Regions from separate parts of the Canis lupus genome. Here region 1 is linked to region 2. The links are chromatin contacts, called in public Hi-C maps. All regions are on one chromosome and are shown on one strand. The core of a region is the stretch at or near the end of the contact, and the rest is flanking DNA. Distances in the headings are between cores, read along the strand shown.

What was found. Hi-C and Micro-C count contacts between places; a contact is called where the count stands out from the background.
Region 1: a Hi-C map of skin fibroblasts shows a contact between it and region 2, with 3 times the contacts expected there. The contact joins the enhancer-like site here to the promoter of NOG in region 2. A contact is called at or near these places in 4 of 9 Hi-C or Micro-C datasets (amygdala, blood, liver and 1 more).

The regions. Positions count from the first base shown.
Region 1 is chr9:31,535,561-31,539,969 of UU_Cfam_GSD_1.0, forward strand. No RefSeq gene overlaps it. Among named protein-coding and RNA genes, the nearest start is that of C9H17orf67, 76 kb to the right of the region's middle. Within about 2 kb of position 2,796, at least 2 of the 20 cell types and tissues checked have an H3K27ac peak or open chromatin away from gene starts, as enhancers often do.
Region 2 is chr9:31,413,679-31,417,748 of UU_Cfam_GSD_1.0, forward strand. It overlaps NOG (noggin), which reads left to right and starts at 2,304. Exons shown (of 1, transcript XM_038546146.1): 1 at 2,304-3,155. The coding sequence starts at 2,389. The coding sequence ends at 3,105.

The sequences.
Region 1 (4,409 bases), core at 1,546-4,045, 120 kb after region 2:
TCTATAGTGTTTGAACTCTCCTACCTTTGTGGGACTAGTAACTGGTGAAGCAGCTAGTGATGAATAAAGCCTTAGTTAGTTCGTTAGTTGTGGTGGGAGTGGCATTGATCCCATTGATGGCAAATCCACAGCAGAGGGGCTGTGTGACATGTCCAGAAAAGGAGGAGCAGTGGAGCCTTGCTGAGTTAAACATCACCCGAGTGGCAAGGGAGCAATGACCATTCCCAGTGTACCTGAGAGAGGCCCACACGTTATCTGAGAGACAGCCAGACCTCTTGAAATTGGGAATAAAGAAAGAATGGCAGACACCATGGTGACCTCACTGACCAAGAGCCAGATAGGACAAGGGACATGTCATTGGAGACCTGAGAAGACCTAGGCTGCCTCTTGGAACTTAGACAAAACTCCCAGGGAAATGCTGCATGGCACAGGTGAAAGAATTGACCAAGAATTAATTGTATCCCCTCAACAAGACGGGAGTTTGAAACCTGAAATTTCAGTTGAATCTTTGCATATCAGAGTTTATGAACTGAGATTTTTACTTGCTACTTCTCCAATAACGAGGCTAAAATTCCTGTCTTGTCTTCCTCCAAGGAGAGCTGTGAGAACTCAAATCAAATAACGTGTTGCACAGAAACTGCACATTGCTCTGAACTAAAGCTTATCATTAGTGTCATCATCATTGTTGTCATCAGCTCTTGCCAAGGCTGATGGGGAAGGTGCCTCAAGCATCCTTGAGGAACTCAGGAAGTTTTTAAAGCACAAGAGCTGGGACACCTGGGTGGCTCAGTGGTTGAGCGTCTACCTTCAGCTCAGGGCATGATCCCGGGGTCCTGGGATTAAGTCTCGAATCGGGCTCCCCATAGGGAGCCTGCTTCTCCCTCTGCCTATGTCTCTGCTTCTCTCTCTGTGTCTCTCATGAATGAATAAAGAAAATCGTTTTTTTAAATAAATAAAAAATAAAGCACAAGAGTGGTGCCTTTCTGGCTGGCATCCCAGGGGAGAAAGAGGAGCATCCTCTCCAAGGCTCATGCCCATAATCTCAATCCTGTGGGCCCCTAGCCTACAGGCCTTAATTCAAAACAATGGCTCCTTCTCTGTCCCCCAAACCTCAGCTTCTATTTCAAGTGAAATAAATCCTATTTCCTAGATGGCAATGGCAATTCTACTCACTCTGCACAGATGACAAGACAGAGAAGGGGCTTTCAATGAAGGAAGAGAACTCAAGAATGCTGAAGAGTGTCATCACTTCACCCAAGTGACACCGTTGAGCCCAGGGCTGCCTGGACCCCTGCCCTCTGCTTGTCCCCATGTAGGGACAAGATGACCCTCCAATCTGAGAAGACTCCCTGCAAATGGGCCTTACATCTTCTCACAGCCACTCATATCTTCCCTATGTTTGGCCTTTAATGGAGACATTGCGTTATGGAAACAAACATTATTTCACATTCAAACTAATGGTTAATAATAATGATGCATTTATTGAGCACTTGCCAGGTACAGACACTGTACTAAAAAGGTTAATAACCCATTTCATGTCCCTCTCGCAAAAATGATTATCCCTGTTGCAAAGATGAATCTCTGAAGCTCAGAGAGGCTAAGTAAATTGTCCAAGTCCCAAAGGATGAATGTGGCCATGTCAGAATTCACATCTAAGGCTACCTGACTTCAGAGGCCAAGCTCTTAGGTAGTAAGCTCTATGGCATCCCACTTTCTCTGTTGTCATAGGCTCCCGGTGTTCCCCATAGGTTCTGGTGTTGGGGAGTTGATGCTTTTTAAAAAGGAAATATTCACTATGATAAAGAATAGAAAACATCCACAAAATGTGAACAATTGAGACGCACTTGAGCTCTTCATCGAACATTTTGGGAGAATAGCTCAAGGAAATGCCACACTCTGGTGGCTGAGGAGTGAATGGATATTGATTCTATTGCAAGAATCCTGATGGCAAAGAGGAGGAAATCAAGAATTTACAGGACAGTTTTTCCTTATTTACTCGTTATTTCTTTTCCTTTAAAATAAAGTTTAAGAGCAAAGAAAAAGGATGTAATAGAAGGACAATCCTCTCTGATAAGAGAAAGAGAAGGAGATAAGGTCCCTTAGTTTGAGAGGAATGTGGTGACAAGTTGGGAAAGTTTCCATCCCAATGGCCTCTGTTTTCTCAGGAACACAGATGGGTAGGTCATCCAGTATGACCAAGGGATTAGATGAGAATTTAGGGTGTGCTATGATCTGAATGTTTGTATCTTCCCAAAATTCATGTTGAAATCCTACTGCCCAAGGAGATGGTATGCCCATGGGGCCTTTGGGGATTGATTCAGTCATGATGGTGAAGCCCCCAGTAAAGGGATTAATGCCCTTATAAGAGACCCCACTGAGGTGTCAGGCTCCTTCTGCCTTGTGAGCACACAAAGGGAAGTCTGTGACCTGGAAGAGAGCCCACCCCCCACTCCATGCTGGCAAGCCTGATCATGGACTTCCAGCCTCCACAGCTGTGAGGAATAAGTTTCTGCTATTAATTCTTTTTTAAAAAAGAAATGTATTATTAATGCCTATAGGCCATCCTCACTTTGCATGGTACCATATTAACACATGGGCATCGCAATCTGGGCTGCTGTGGGACTGGGCAGTCAGGACTGCCTCTGTCATCCTTACTGTCAGGGTGTCAGACTGCAATAATGCTGCATGACAAAACTCCCCGCAACTCAATGACCTGCAACAACAAGCATTTGTGTCACCGTCAGTTCTGTTGCCTTTGTTAAACTGGGGCAGCTCTGGGACAGGCTGCAGATCAGCTGTGCTTGGCTCCAGGCTCCCAGGAGGGTGGCATGCAGGTCCATCCACATAGCCACACATTCTTCTTAGACCAGCTTTACTGGTACATGTTTTTTTTTTCACGGCAGATCTTAGAAGCGCAAGAGGCCAAATTGCACAAGCACTTTTAAGGCCTCTGAATGCCTCTTTAGCATCCCATTGGCCAAAACAAGTCAGGATGGGCCAAGCCAACACCAATGGGGTGAGGAAGTGACCTCCAGCCACAGTGGGAGAGCACTATAAAGTCACATGGCAGAGAGTGGGGATGTACAACCTTTTTCCAGGGGGCAAAAAATCAAAAGCCAGAGCCAGATGGCCACAGTCAGCATCTTTATCATCAAGACCAGCAGGCTTCTGGCTTGGTTAAAAGAACAGACTGGCAGAAAGCAGTCCCGAGATCCTCTGGAGCCTTGCATGGACACATCAGCCTGGCTGGTGGCCACTGGCTCCCCTTCCCTTCTGCCCCCTCCTAACTCCCAGAGGCATCCTGGCTCCTCCCACTGCATCCAGGCGCCACCCTCCTCAAATCTTTCTGTTTCCCTGGCTTTTGCAAAGACAGATCTCTCGGCAAAACTCCATTGAGCCAAGACAGGGCTTAGGCAAAAACCAGAATCAAATTGATCTTGATAATCAAAATCCCTCAACTTCACAGCCATTTCCTACTAGAACTTGACAACTCTTTGAAGTCCACAGGGCTGAGAGGATTATCCAGGTTGCCACTGCATAGATGAGGAAACTGAGACTCAGAGAAGTTATGCAGTTTGCTAAACGTCTCATGGTAGCATAACAGTGGCCCTGCTGGGACCTGAAAACAAGTCTGTCTCTGGGCTCTGGTCATGGCAGGGAGGGAAAGTCATCACACTCGGATCCTGAAAACAGCTCTGCTTTGGGAAAGTCAGACTGGGTTGGGAAAAATGTCTGGGGGAAATGTGTGTCCACAGATTCCCTGCACACACTTCCCTCCGGAAGCTTGGTCTGCACGGCTGTACACACAGCCTAGCTCCCAGCCATCTTCCATTTGGACGTGGCCAGAGATGTCCAGGCCACAAGTATTCAGTGTCCTCCTGAGCGCCTGAAGAAGAGCAGATTTTCATCTAATTCTAGGAAGTGTATGAGTTATTCATACCCATCACTGAGCACCGAAGAGACATCATTTTCTCCAGGGATTTTTCCTCTTAACCACTCTACCCTCCCTGTTTTCTCCACCCACCTCATTCCCACCCCCACTTTCTCTAGGCACAGAGATCATCTCCTGGTTCCATTGGTTTAGAAAGGGGATAAGTTTAAACAAAATCCCTTCTGCAGTCTTTTTAGCCACAAAGTGATGTTACAATGTTTGGGGGATGATAGTAAAATAAGGAATTTTTTTTTTAAGTTAATGAATTGGCTGACATTATGATGTCAGAAGGACTGGAGCCAAAGGTGTTTTGCTACAGGGAGTCTCTCCACCGCCCCCCTCCAGACGACACGGCACCCCTGGAGCCCAGAGTACTTGTGACTGTTCACGCTGTTTACACACCCAGCTCCCCTGACTGCCTCTTTGTGGGAAGTTGTTTACATGAATTTATTTTGGGAAAATTCCATTAGACGGGACC
Region 2 (4,070 bases), core at 1,054-3,553:
GAAACAGATCTCTGGGGAAAGAAAGTAGAGTGATTTAGGCTGTCACTAGAAGTGAGACCTCCTAAGCCCACTCCATGGAGTGCTGCTGGTGATTACTGGCTTCCTCTTCTCCAACTCCTTCTTCTCCAGCTTTCTCCAGACTCCAATCGCATCCACCACAAAGGAAACCAAGTTTGAGTTTCAAAGCTTAGATTCAGGTCCTCATCCAAGGGGAAATTAACTAGAAGTGTCATTTCAACATCCCTCTCCCATCAAAGAGACACCCCTTTGCAAACAGAAAGCACCATGCAAGTTTATTTAGGATCATGGAAAGGTAGGGCTGGAAGAGGAATGTAGTGGTGTCACTAAATGCAGAAAGTAAAGGAACATGGTGCCACAAAAGGGGCTTGTCCGAGGTTAACATAGGGGGGCAGACCGCAGCCAGGACTCAGATCCCCCTGCTGCCAGGTCACCTTTCTTAAGTTTTAGGTCTCCGCTCTCGCCCACTGAGGCCGATTTAGCGGCCGCAGACAGAGGGTGCCCTATAGTCTTGTGACATTTGAGGGGCGTCTGGAGGAATCTCAGGAAGTTCGTTTACACCGAGGGCCTGGAAAGCTTGGAGAGCACAGACCCGAGCAGTCCAGGCCCCCGCAGCGCGCGCGCGCACGCACACACTATGACACGGACACGCGAGCAGAAGCGGAGCTGGGCCGGGCGGACCGCAGGCGAACCCACCTCGCGGGGCCGCCCCCGCCAGCGCCAGGTGCAGGACTCGCCGGGCGCCAGCAGAGGGCGCGCCGCCCCCAGGGAGCCGAGCAGCGGCGGCGCGGAACCCGGCCGGCTAGGGGAGCCGCAGGCGAGCCGGACGCGCCCCTGCAGCTCGGCCACTCAGGGTGCAGGACCCGGCCAAGGAGGAGGAGGAGGAGGAGGAGGAGGAGGAGGAGGAGGAGGAGGAGGAGGGCGAGGAGCGGACCCCCCTCGTGGGCCCGAGTAACAGACGGGCAGGAGTGCTTCCTAGGAATTACATCACGCTGCGCAACGCTGCGGCTCTCGGAGTCCTGCTCAAAGTGTGTGTGTGTGTGTGTGTGTGTGTGTGTGTGTGTGTGTGTGTGTGTACGCGCTGGGGGGAGGGGACTCAGAGCCAGCTCCGGAGAGAGGAAGGCGAGACGCGCCCGGGGAAAAAGCTCCGTGCACATGGAGAAATTCCTTGCGCCGGACTCTGCACCGAGGAACGAGCCCCCGGCACCGCCCCGCGGCTGCCCTCCCAGTGCAAAGCACCCAGCTAGCGGGACCCCTCACAGCCCCACCTCGAGCACCCCCCACAACCGGCCCTGCACCCTCCAGCCCGGCTCCAGCGCCGCCGCGAGCTTTCCCCAGGACTGGCCCTGGCGGGGCGCCTAGAGCCCCAGTTGCATTGCTCCAGGAGAAAGGAGGGGGGCGGTGCATTTTGCAGGAGGAGGAGAAGGGGGGTGGGTGGTGGGGGAGAGAGAAAATTGCGCGGAGACCTGCCAAGCGCCACCGCCGCCGCCACCGCCGCTGCCGCCGCCGCCGCCGCCGCCGCCGCCGCCGCCGCCGCCGCCGCCGCCGCCGCCTGTGAGCTCCGGCGGGCAGCCGGGCTGTCGGCCTCCCGGGGCATCTGGGTCCGGCGGGGCACGGCCCTGGGCGCTGCCGAAGCCGCCGCCGCGGCGAGTGCAGGCGGCTTCCCCCGGAGCCTGTGCCGCTCCGGCTCCTCGGGGGTGGAGAAGTGGGGGGTGGGGTTGTTGTTTGGGGGGAAGGAGGGGGAGGGGGCAACGCCGAGAGAGTCAGTGGTTTCCATGGTGATGGAGCTGAAAGTGCAGGAAATTTAAAGGCTTGGACCCTGCGAGACAGACAAACCGGTGCCAACGTGCGCGGACGCCGCCGCCGCCGCCGCCGCTGGAGTCCGCCTGGCAGAGCCGGCCGCGGAGCCCCGAGCAGGCGGAGGGACGCGCCCCGGACCCGCTGCGCCAGCCGCGCTGCCCCGGGCGGCGGGACGACCGCGGCGAGCGGAGGAGGAGGAGGAGGGGAGGGCGGCTCGGCCCCGCGCCCCGCGCCCGCGCCCGCGCCCCGCGCCCCGCGCCCCGCGCCCCGCGCCGCCGCCCGGGAGCAGCGAGGAGCCGGCGCCCCCCGCGCCCGCCGGCGCCCTGGAGTCCCCGCGGACGCCCCGCCGCGGCCGCCGGCCCCAGTAGACCCGGCGGAGCAGCCGCGGCCGACCCGTGCGCCGCCTCCCGCCCGCCCCGGTGGGAGCCGGCGCCGCGCGAAGGGCTCTCCCGGCGCCTCATGCTGCCGGCCCTGCGCCCGCCCAGCCGCGGGTGAGCCGCCTCCGGAGGGCCGGGGAGTGCTCTCCTCGGGGGACGCGGACGCGGCGGCAGCCCCGGGCGCGCCGGAGGCATGGAGCGCTGCCCCAGCCTGGGGGTCACCCTCTACGCCCTGGTGGTGGTCCTGGGGCTGCGGGCGGCACCGGCCGGCGGCCAGCACTACCTCCACATCCGCCCGGCCCCCAGCGACAACCTGCCCCTGGTGGACCTCATCGAGCACCCGGACCCTATCTTTGACCCCAAGGAGAAGGATCTGAACGAGACGCTGCTGCGCTCGCTGCTCGGGGGCCACTACGACCCGGGCTTCATGGCCACCTCGCCCCCCGAGGAGCGGCCCGGCGGGGGCGGGGGCGCGGGCGCGGGCGCGGGCGCGGCCGGGGGCGCCGAGGACCTGGCCGAGCTGGACCAGCTGCTGCGGCAGCGGCCGTCGGGGGCCATGCCGAGCGAGATCAAAGGGCTGGAGTTCTCCGAGGGCTTGGCCCCGGGCAAGAAGCAGCGCCTGAGCAAGAAGCTGCGGAGGAAGTTACAGATGTGGCTGTGGTCGCAGACCTTCTGCCCGGTGTTGTACGCGTGGAACGACCTGGGCAGCCGCTTCTGGCCGCGCTACGTGAAGGTGGGCAGCTGCTTCAGCAAGCGCTCGTGCTCGGTGCCCGAGGGCATGGTGTGCAAGCCGTCCAAGTCCGTGCACCTCACGGTGCTGCGGTGGCGCTGTCAGCGGCGCGGGGGCCAGCGCTGCGGCTGGATTCCCATCCAGTACCCCATCATTTCCGAGTGCAAGTGCTCGTGCTAGAACTCGGGGCCCCCTCCCCGCACCCGGACAATGGATGGAACCCCACCGACGCCCCCCCCCCCCCACCGCCCGCCTCCGCACCGTCTCCAACCAGTTCCACCACCCTCTCGCGAGGCGGGGAGGGGGGGGATTCAATGAACTTTTTTTTTTTTTTTTTTTTTTTCTGGCTACAGAGACCTAGCTTTCTGGTTCATGTAATGCACTGTTTAACTGTGTAGGAATGTATATGTGTGTGTATATACGGTCCCAGTTTTAATTTACTTATTAAAAGGTCAGTATTATACGTTAAAAGTTACCGGCTTCTACTGTATTTTTAAAAAAAAAATAAGCAAAAGGAAAAAAAAAAAGAACAGAGCAAAGAGAGACTTATTCTGGTTGTCGCTAATAATGTTAACCTGCTATTTATATTCCAGTGCCCTTCGCATGGCGAAGCAGGGGGGAAAAGTTATTTTTTCTTAAAGTACAAAAAGAGAGGGGAGAACTTTTGTAGAAGGACTTTTAAAAAGCTATTTTCCATTCTTCGGAAAGTGTTTTGGTTTTCCTTGGACCTCGAAGAAGCTATAGAGTTCAATGTTATTTTACAGTTATTGTAAATATAGAGAACAAATGGAATGACTAATCATTGTAAATTAAGAGTATCTGCTATTTATTCTTTATAATATCCCGTGTAGTAAATGAGAAAGAAGTGCAGAGCAGGATTAAAGAAAACCACTAAAATCGACTGCGCTCTCGACACTGCGATTCTCTGTGTTGGTGATTGATGGGGGGTGTGGGGGCTGGAGGGGGTGGGTAGGGGTGCCGCTGTGCTTACTACGCCTGTTGGGAGAAGGGGCTCATCCCCTCTTGGGGTGTGATGGAGATGACCGCTCAGTTTTTCCTTCTGGGGGTGGGTGGGAGGGGGGGGGAGAGGGTTATTCTCAAACCCCTCACTTGAGCATCACGTGGCCTCTGCCCAGTGTCCCAGC